Regions from separate parts of the Bicyclus anynana genome. Here region 1 is linked to region 2. Evidence: chromatin contacts called from public Hi-C data. All regions are on one chromosome and are shown on one strand. Each heading gives the region's core, a stretch centred on a gene start, on an enhancer-like site or on the middle of the called end of the contact. The rest is flanking DNA. Distances are from core to core; before and after follow the strand shown. Region 1 overlaps LOC112053793 (clustered mitochondria protein homolog). Region 2 holds the start of LOC112053793 (clustered mitochondria protein homolog).

Region 1 (4,665 bases), core at 1,328-3,827, 40 kb before region 2:
AATTTCAGTTCATTAATATTATTATTTTTTATTCGTTACAAATTAGCCCTTGACTACAATCTCAACTGACAGTTGATAGGAGGAGGATAAAAATCCACATCCCGTTATACGCATAACCCTAAATGGCTTGGTGGTACATCATTGCCCGTAGGTTGGCTGAAGCCTTCCAGTAGGCATACCAAAACCGATTAAAGAAACCTCAAAGCTCAGTCTTGTAAATTCATCGTAGATACGTAAGCAAATATACACATCATTCTTCTGTATTTGAAAGTTGGAACCTAGTAAGAAAACGGACAGACAAAAATATTATATTGTATTACAGTAATTGTCTTACCCGTGGATTGATATGTTTGACAACTGGGAAAATGTTCATAATGTCTGTGGATGAGAAGGCAGTCTTGTTCTTATTGTCAAAGTCATACTCTCGCAGAAGCACTTGCAAGCCAACTTTAAGTGAAAATGACCTGAAAAAATGTCAACACATTATCATACTTGCACACTAATTTCAAATAAATTTCAAATAAGTTCATTTCAATGACTTCCCCTTCACCCTGATTTTCAATATAATTGAATAACGTTTGTCAGGTCAGCCAGGGTAATTAAACTTACCTAAGCAATGATATTTTTTGTAGATTGTGTTTTTCAATGACTACATCCATGCTTTCAGCATTTAGATCATATCCCCAATAGGCCTGAAATATATTAATAAACAGAAGTTAAACTATGAACAATATCTTGCTACAGGTGCAGCATTTAAAAAATATAATATTTTTTGAATTACATTGATTTCTAGTAGGCTTGTAAACAACAAGTATTTCATGACCTACTGTCACAAGTTACTCGATTACAGGTGGTATTAACATTAATTATTTATGTTAATGTAGAGAGGAGGATCAGTGTTATATTTGATGACTTGGGTTCAGTTGTTTGTTAGGCAGGTAGACACTGTTACGCTGCCATTCGTGTTAGTGATTTTGTGCAATAATGTTTTGTGTTGTAATTATTGTTTATCATAAATTGTTTAGTGTGGGCATGCAGAACATGTCGGGCAGGGAAGGTGAGTATTAATACATTCTAAAGGGATCCCCTAAACCTACTCCCAAGGTCACAAGTCCTGGGACCTGCTCGAAGTGTTTCCTCTACCAAAAAATAATTGTACAATCACTGTTGTTGGTAGCAACGTCACGTTACACTACCTTTCTCGTTATTTAATTCAATTTTCAAATTAATTGCCTCATATTAGATTATTTATAATCAAAAATGCATTTTTGTTGGTATGTACAAGTAGAACAAGTGCACATAGTTTATAGCCTTAATAGCTCAACGGTAAAAACTTTGGACAAACGGTTGGACTCATCACCGAGGTGGTTCGATCCCCGCCCCGTTGGTCTATTGTCGTACCCACTCCTAATACAGTTTTTCCCGACGTTGGAGGGGAATGGGAATATTAGTCATGTTTAAAAAGATATGGCAAATACTCTTTAAAAAAAAAATATTTAAAGACCTTGAGTTCCTGTTTGATCTGCGCGAAAAGCGAGCGCGGCGTCACGTTCTGCCAGTCGGGAGAGGGCGGCGGCGAGGCAGGCGACGCGTGGTGCGTCTTCTTGGCGCGTCGGCCTCGCGAGCGGGGAGCGCGCGCGGGTGCCTCCGCCGCACCCGGCGCCGGCGCCGCCACCGCGCCCAGCAAGCAGTTCAGGAAGTGTGACACCGCCGCGCTCGTGCACATGGCCTCGCAACCCTGCATAAACACCATGCATGTCCGTGATAACAATACGAGTAAACTGTAAACTTCTTTAAAAATAAAAACAAAGCGCCATCTATGAGACTCAGGCATAACTGCATCGCAAAAGGCTCTTGAAGTGTATAAAAAGGGTTTGTTTCAAAGTTCTGTAAGAACGCCATCTACCGGTAGTTTTTTTTTTTTTATCCTTTACAAGTTAGCTCTTGGTAAGTGATGATGCAATCTAAGATGGAAGCGGGCTAACTTGTTAGGAGGAGGATGAAAATTCACACCCCTTTCGGTTTCTACACGACATCGTACCGGAACGCTAAATCGCTTGGCGGTACGACTTTGTCGGTAGGGTGGTAACTTGACGGCCGAATCCTCCCACCAGTCAGACCTGGACCAATTAAGAAAACCTCAATCGGTCCAGCCGGGGATCGAACCCAGGACCTCCGTTTTATAAATCCACCGCGCTTACCACTGCGCCACGGAGGCCGTCAAATAATAAACACTTTTTGCTATGCCTGTAGATGGTACATGTACTTTCAGTAGCGCTGGATGTGCCAAATTAGTCAAATCAAGCGTAAGGAAGTTTTACTTCAATAAAATAATGATATTAATCAAACAAAAGTAGAGATAATACAGTAACAAAGTAGAGATAATGCGATAGTGATGTGTATTGTTTAAGTATATTTATATTTATTTAAAGTGACGGGTGTACCTGCAGATAGGCGGTGTAGACGTGCTTGGCGGCGCGCAGCAGCAGCTCGGCGACAGCGATGCTGTGCAGGTAGGAGAGGCTGGCGTGCGGGCGCAGCGCGGCGCACACGCGGCCCAGGTAGCGCACGTTGATGCCGCGCGCGTGCAGAGCCTCCGTCAGCCCCGCGCCGTCCATCGGCGCCGACGTGTGCTCGAGACATTCGCGCACCTAACAGATACAGTTCAAAATTCAAATTCAAATTCAAAATTCATTTATTTCAAGTAGGCTCAGTTTACAAGCACTTTTGACACGTCAGTTGACTATTTGTAAAGATTCTACCACCGGTTCGGAAGGCAGGTTCTGCTGAGAAGATACCGGCAAGAAACTCAACAGTTGCTCTTTTGAAAAAGTCATACAGTATTACAATTTACATTTGATAACAATTAAATTACAATTTCTTATAGTTTTATTTCCTGTGTGAAGGTGGAAGCTGATCCAATGGCCTCCAAGCACCTTTATCGTTAAGGAACTCATCAATAGTGTAGTAACCGACTAAGTGAATGTTTTTTAACACATTGCTTAAAGTTGTGCATTGGCAAGTCCAGCAGTCCATAAGAGTACACCCAAACCCACAAAAGATTTTTTTACTTTTTGGAGACGATATGCAGAAATAACTAACTTATGCCCGTGTCTAGTAAGACGTGGGTTTAAATCTCTTTTTCGTTTGTACAAATTAATATTTTGTCTTACATAAACTATACTGTTATTTTACTGTTATGTTATGTAATATTTTGTCTTACATAAACTATACTGTTATGTTACTGTTATGTTATGTAATATTTTGTGTTACATAAACTTTACTGTTATGTTACAGGCTACTGTTAAATTGCCTATTTCTTTAAACTTTTGCCGAAGGGACTCGCGTGATTTTAGTTGATATATTGCTCGAATTGCTCTTTTTTGAAGTACAAATATAGAATGTATATCAGCAGCCTTGCCCCACAACAAAATACCGTAAGACATTACGCTGTGAAAGTACGCAAAATAAACAAGTCTAGCTGTATCAACATCAGTAAACTGTCTTATTTTTCTCACTGCAAATGCAGCTGAGCTAAGTTTTCCAGACAGTTTTTCTATATGAGCGCCCCACTGAAGTTCATATTCTTCAAGTATCATACAACCAAGTGCACCGGACTACAGTATCAACTCTCATCTCAGACCAATTATTGTATAGGACCTGCCTCGCTAGACGTCACTTTCTGTCAAAGTATATGATCAACGATCTAATGCGATTATAAAAACTGTCTCTATAGAATCAATGTTTAATATTTGTTTGTGTTCGGCGGTTAAAGAGTGAGAGAGTTTTTGTGTAATTGAATTGTGTAAAAAACGGGCAAAAACTTCTAGTTTAGTATAAGATATATACAAAAACTAAGCTCGTTTTCCTCAGAAAATGACGGACAATTTTGTTCGTGACAATCGTGCGATACAGGTCCTTCTATAATTGGTCTGAGCATTTCACATTGCATTTTTTGAGATGATAACGTCTTAAAAATCGATGAATGCCGGCTGCACGCACGAAAGTGTCACGCCTCTACCTAGCTACCTCTAACTCAAGCTAAACCGCAGAGCAAGCGATAGAGAGGCACAAAGACCTAAGCGTTTCCCTTGTGACGTAATTTATAGAAAAATTGTAATTTTGAATTAACACATTCTTTGTATTAAATGAAATAATTCCATTCAATTTATAAAAATATGCGAATTTTCATCAATATTTACTTATGACGTTATCACATAACGTTAAATTATTTTCCGTAAACCGACTATTAAATCAATTTTTAATATTTAACTATTATTTTTTTACACTACACTTTTTAAACTTTGCAACACTTTTAAAACTAATTTCTTTACTACGAAACATACTATAATCTGTCTTAACATCAAGTAGATCGCAGTCAAGCACTAATATATCGTAACTGTAAGTACCTTTGACTATTTAGACTATGGACTTTTTTTATATTATGAATATATACATAGAATATTCGATTACTTGATCGATTTTTTGCTGTTCCGTCAAAAGATTCGATTCTTTTTACAAATTGTTTTTATTACAAATTTGATAAAATTACGGTAGAAGTACTTACAAACGAAACGTTACTCCATTACGGTTAAATACCGGTTTGTGTTGTTGAATGGCATAATTTTTTATGCCATTCAACAACACAAACCGGTATTTTTAGGG
Region 2 (4,985 bases), core at 1,969-4,468:
AATTCTTTAACATTACAAGTTATCTTAACTGTTTAGTGGTGATAGGTTTAATACTTAATTGATTATGAAACTAAAACTCACGTGATATTAGGTCAGGGTATGGCCAACTAGTTTTGTGAGTGTTATTCATAATCAATTAATATAATTAACACTCACGATAGCTTAAATACTAAAATAGGTTTTATACTGTTACTTTTATTGCCATAGGAACACTGAAAAAGTGGAAAGTTGGATACTTGGTTTCAATCTTTTTGAATTCAAATTGGTGAGCTTGAAATTAAAAGGCTTATTTAAATAAAAGGCCTATTATGATACTGTAAAGGATTTTTATAAATTAATACATCCAAAATACAGTCATTTCTTCCTATAACTAAAAATATAATGAGATCATTGCTTGTTTTCAAATAAATAATTTTTTGACATATTTAATAATTTTTTTGCATTTTTTTTCTCCTGCTAGATTTGGTAATAGTTTAATACATATACTGTTAGTACCAAATTTTAATCAAAACTAAAAGATAACATTTATCTATAGATAACAATCAAGTTGAGTTCCCTGGTTCATTTTACTATGGCATAAGTATATCCCTTTATTTTATTTAGTAAAGGTATTTAGTAAGGTACTTAATATTATAAAAGCAAAAGTTTGTATGTATGTTTATTACTTTTTAACACAAAAACTACTGCACTGATTTGGGTGAAATTTGGAATGTAGATGGGATTAAAATATATGACAGTTTTCTATTGTGGAAAAATTCCATGATTCCTCTGTCTTTTAAGATTTGTAAAAAACTGAAATTGGATCTGCTAGTTCAAAATGATTTAAAATGCAAAATTCCTGTATCCAAAGATTGTCTGGCAGAAATTGCTACAAGCAATAAGACTGCTTTTGGACATACTTGTTTATTATGTTTTCTATTATTTTCTTTCTAATTATTGACTGACATAAAAAAAGGAGGAGGTTTTCAATTCAATGTGTATGTTTTATTTATTTACGTACACTTACAATATAAATATAGAGACATACACAAATAATATATAACTAGCTCACATTGACTTATACGTACATCTACGACAAGTGCACACAACATTTATTTTTTTAATGTTTGTTATCTCATATCTGGGTCATTTATTAACCTATTTTGAAAATTCTTTTTTTTGGTTGGAAGAGTATACTTCTAGATAAATATAAATAGAAGGGGTGAAAGCATACATCTATATTCACGTGGAAGAAGTCGCGGGCGTCCACTAGTATTAACTAAAATTGATGTTTGTGATATAATTACCTACCTTAGACTTTAGACTTTTGTTAAATAAATATTGTGCAATACCCTGAGGTTCAAGAACCATCTTGATCAATTACAATTATGGCTAATTATTATTCTGATGATATTACAATTAGTACAAATAGTATAAGTAGCTACTCTACAAGCAAAGAAATATGGCTCAGTTTTAGCAAGTTTACTTTTAATATATTCTGTGATCCATAATTATTAAAAAGCATTTTAGTGGATTGAAACAATAATGGATTTCAATATTTTTTTTATAAGTAGAATATACACCATAATAACATTTGATACAATGACATGAAAATAAATTATAAACTTTAAATAAAAATGTAAAGCCAGACTAAAATTAAAAATAATAATTATAGCACAGCTAGTAGTAGAAAACAAAGCTTAATAAATATATCTTATCTTGTGCAAAAAAATCAGTCGACTCAGGTAAATTCATAAATTTACTTGTTTTGTGATGCTAGTATACGACTTTAAAACTGTTTTGGTGATTTTTTTAACTTAGCATAGTAAAAACTTCTACACTAAAATTACCACATATGTTATAGGCTACTTACTAAAATTGTTCGTACTTGACTAGAACACTAAAGTTCCTAGTCCGAACTAGGCCTTATAGTGGGTAACTTTTTCAATAGGTAAATTAAATTGTATGTGGTTACATTCCTCTAAAATGATATTTTTATACATTTAGTATTTATTACCCTTGTACACTTACTCCCTATTTTTAAAATCAGGATTTTTATGAACCAAATTTATTAAGCAGAACAACATTTCCAGGTAATTTAAATATAAAAAATAATGCTACTAAAAGAAGAAAGAACAACTTTTTCTTCATAATAAAGTTTACAGGATTTGATGAATGCCTATAAAAAAGTAAGTTTTACATCTCATAATAACACAATATGATAGTAAATCATTCAAAGCAAATATTAGTTTTCTAAGATTGATTAAATTGATTTATTACTGCTTATCAGAACACATGACCTACTTCAACAAATGTATTAACAAAATCAGTTGAAAAACTTATTCATATATGAATAATATTTTACAAGTGACAATATTATTTTCTTATCTACCAGTAACTTAATCATGTTAAAATCAGACCTAAACTTGGAACCAGCTATAATCATCAAACATACAAACCATTTTAGAGCCACTATTAAATTATACTACTGATTAGTTAAATACTGTTTGCCATTATGAGTAGTCATTAATTATTACATATTATAAGAAGCTCATATACATAAATACTTATTAACCAAGGTATTAGGCACTCAAATATTATAAGAACAGAATAACACACTATGTAATAATTATGTGTGTTGTGTAATATGGAAAGATGTTTCAGACCATGTGGTATCGCACAATGAGGAAAAAATCTTTATAGCTATTAACCATATTAGTTTAATTTATATTAAGGAAATTACAACAATCGAAATTGACGACTAAATTCCAACTAGAAGTGGAAATATGCGTAAAACGCAAGTGATAAATGTTTTTGACAAATGTAAAAATTCGATCACATGTTTTATGTCACATGACTGGTTTGCAATTGATGATAATTTAAACAAAATGATGCGTTTTCTTTATTTAATGTGCATTACATACTCAATGTTACATAACTGAGGGCATGACCATTGAAAACCTTACCTTTGTTAACATTCTCGCTAGCACTTTTTTCGTTTAGGGCGCTGGTTACAGGGCATTTTTTCACTTTTTGTGAAGTTTGTTTCGTAGCATTATCATCATTCACTTCACTACCGAGAGCCATAACAACACGAGGAATTAATCCGGCACCAACTGACCGCGACAAGCACGGCCCACACTCAGCTGAAAGAGCACATGCGGTACGAATAGAGTTCAATTTCCTACAGCCAATTTAGACTCTAGAGCGCAGGTTGAAGTTCGCCTATAGGCCGACTAAATATGAGAATAGCGAAATGCGTATTGACTTTTTCATTTTACAAGACAACGGAATTTTATTGGATAGCAAATTCCTACCATAAGTTTGTATAGTATTGGATTTTTACAATATTGTTTGTACATTACTGTTTAGTTACAGTTCTTGAACATAATAATGATATATAACCAGCAATGTACAATTTACACCTATTTTCAATAGAGGTCATATTTATAATTTTGTTAGTCACTCTGTGGTTAGTTTTTTTTAAACTGGTTTTACGGCTCTGAGTTCTTGTTTTTTATACCTAAGTTTGTTATGATTTTGACAGATTCAAACCTTCACAGTACGTCCAGACTCCAGAGCTTTGCTATGTTCGCCGTTGACAGAGAAAGTTAACCATCATTGAACCAGGGCTGCCAACATAGAGGAGTTAGATAATTTGTCTGAGGTCTAAGCTGGTACTCAAAGTATTGATTAAAATCCAATGTATCCGATTTAATTTTGACACTTCATGTAGCAAATCTTTTGGGTTAGTTTAGTTGTTAGTCACTGACACTTCCAATATTCCAGTCCATAGATTTAAGAGTCAGTACAAGTTTCCAGTCCTTAGATACATAATTATTAGGTGTCAAAGTTCCAGTCAATAAAATATTAAGTACTTTGATTATTTAGACTATGGACCTGTTTCGCACCCGAATTCACCAACAAAATCGTCTGTCGTTTTTTGAGGGGGGACGAGGTAAACTCACACATCGAAAACATTTAACACCATTAAATGTATTCTGTGTCCATACACTACAACAACTATATATTTGACTCGCAATACACACACGCGTAATTTTACACAGGCTCACCAACACATCGCTTAGATTATCCAAAGAATACATAGAATGTTCGATTATTTGATCGATTTTTTGCTATGCCTTCCAAAGAATCGATTCTTTTAAGAAATTGTTTTTATTACAAATTTGATAAAATTATGTTTGAAATACTTACAAATGTAACGTTACTCCATCTTTTACTAAACTACAAGTTTTTGGCCGTTTTTATGCTATTCAACTACACAAACCGGTATTTTTAGGGAGTTATTTACACGACGAAAATGATTACAACAATGGAACATCGATTCTATAGCAACAATTTTTATAAACGCGTTAGATCATTGATTTTTGATCTTTGTCAGAGGGTTAAGGGCCAGCGAGGCAGGTCCTGATATTAATGGTCGAAGACGAAACTATTACATCAATCTGTGGCTCTGTGCATTTGTATAGGACTTTATGATTCGTTTTTTAGATACATAGATAATAGATTCGTTTGATGTATTATCTTTTGACACCGTAACTATGTATCTAAGAAATCTGTGGTTTGATGTTTGAATCCAATAATACATTGTAATCTTTGGTTTGAACCACAGACCACAAATGAAGCAGACCTCTGACTCAGAACAAAGCTTTGTGCTGGTTAGAAATTTTGTATGTGTGTATAAAAATGTCATTCATAAATTTCTCGGACCTCTCTTTTACACTTGGGAAAAAATTAAATGTGGGGGGAAAGTCCCATCTCTTTCTAATTCAACACATGCATATAAATCGTAGTAAAATTAGGGATGTGCAAAAATCGTAATTAGAGAAATTAGTGCTGACACACACACTTGTTGAAGATTTTTTAATGTACCGATTTTAGAAATTTCCGGTTTTCTCTTACACTACTAGTGCACCTAAATTTATATTTACTTGTTAGATTTTAAGGAAAAGAAAAGCCTTTAATGTATTTAAATCTATTTATTT

Evidence for each region. Hi-C and Micro-C count contacts between places; a contact is called where the count stands out from the background.
Region 1: a contact with region 2 is called in a Hi-C map of whole body, with 2.4 times the contacts expected there. The contact joins the enhancer-like site here to the promoter of LOC112053793 in region 2. A contact is called at or near these places in 2 of 2 Hi-C or Micro-C datasets (whole body and whole larva).

Annotation. Positions count from the first base shown.
Region 1 is chr14:9,195,288-9,199,952 of ilBicAnyn1.1, reverse strand. It overlaps LOC112053793 (clustered mitochondria protein homolog), which reads right to left. Exons shown (of 24, transcript XM_052885647.1): 16 at 2,445-2,651; 17 at 1,505-1,738; 18 at 610-692; 19 at 335-464. Among protein-coding and RNA genes, the nearest start is that of LOC112053792, 17 kb to the left of the region's middle. Within about 2 kb of position 2,577, at least 2 of the 8 cell types and tissues checked have open chromatin away from gene starts, as enhancers often do.
Region 2 is chr14:9,155,455-9,160,439 of ilBicAnyn1.1, reverse strand. LOC112053793 (clustered mitochondria protein homolog) reads right to left here and starts at 3,218. Exons shown (of 24, transcript XM_052885647.1): 1 at 2,946-3,218. The coding sequence starts at 3,066. LOC128198766 (a long non-coding RNA gene) reads right to left here. Exons shown (of 2, transcript XR_008251469.1): 2 at 4,960-4,985.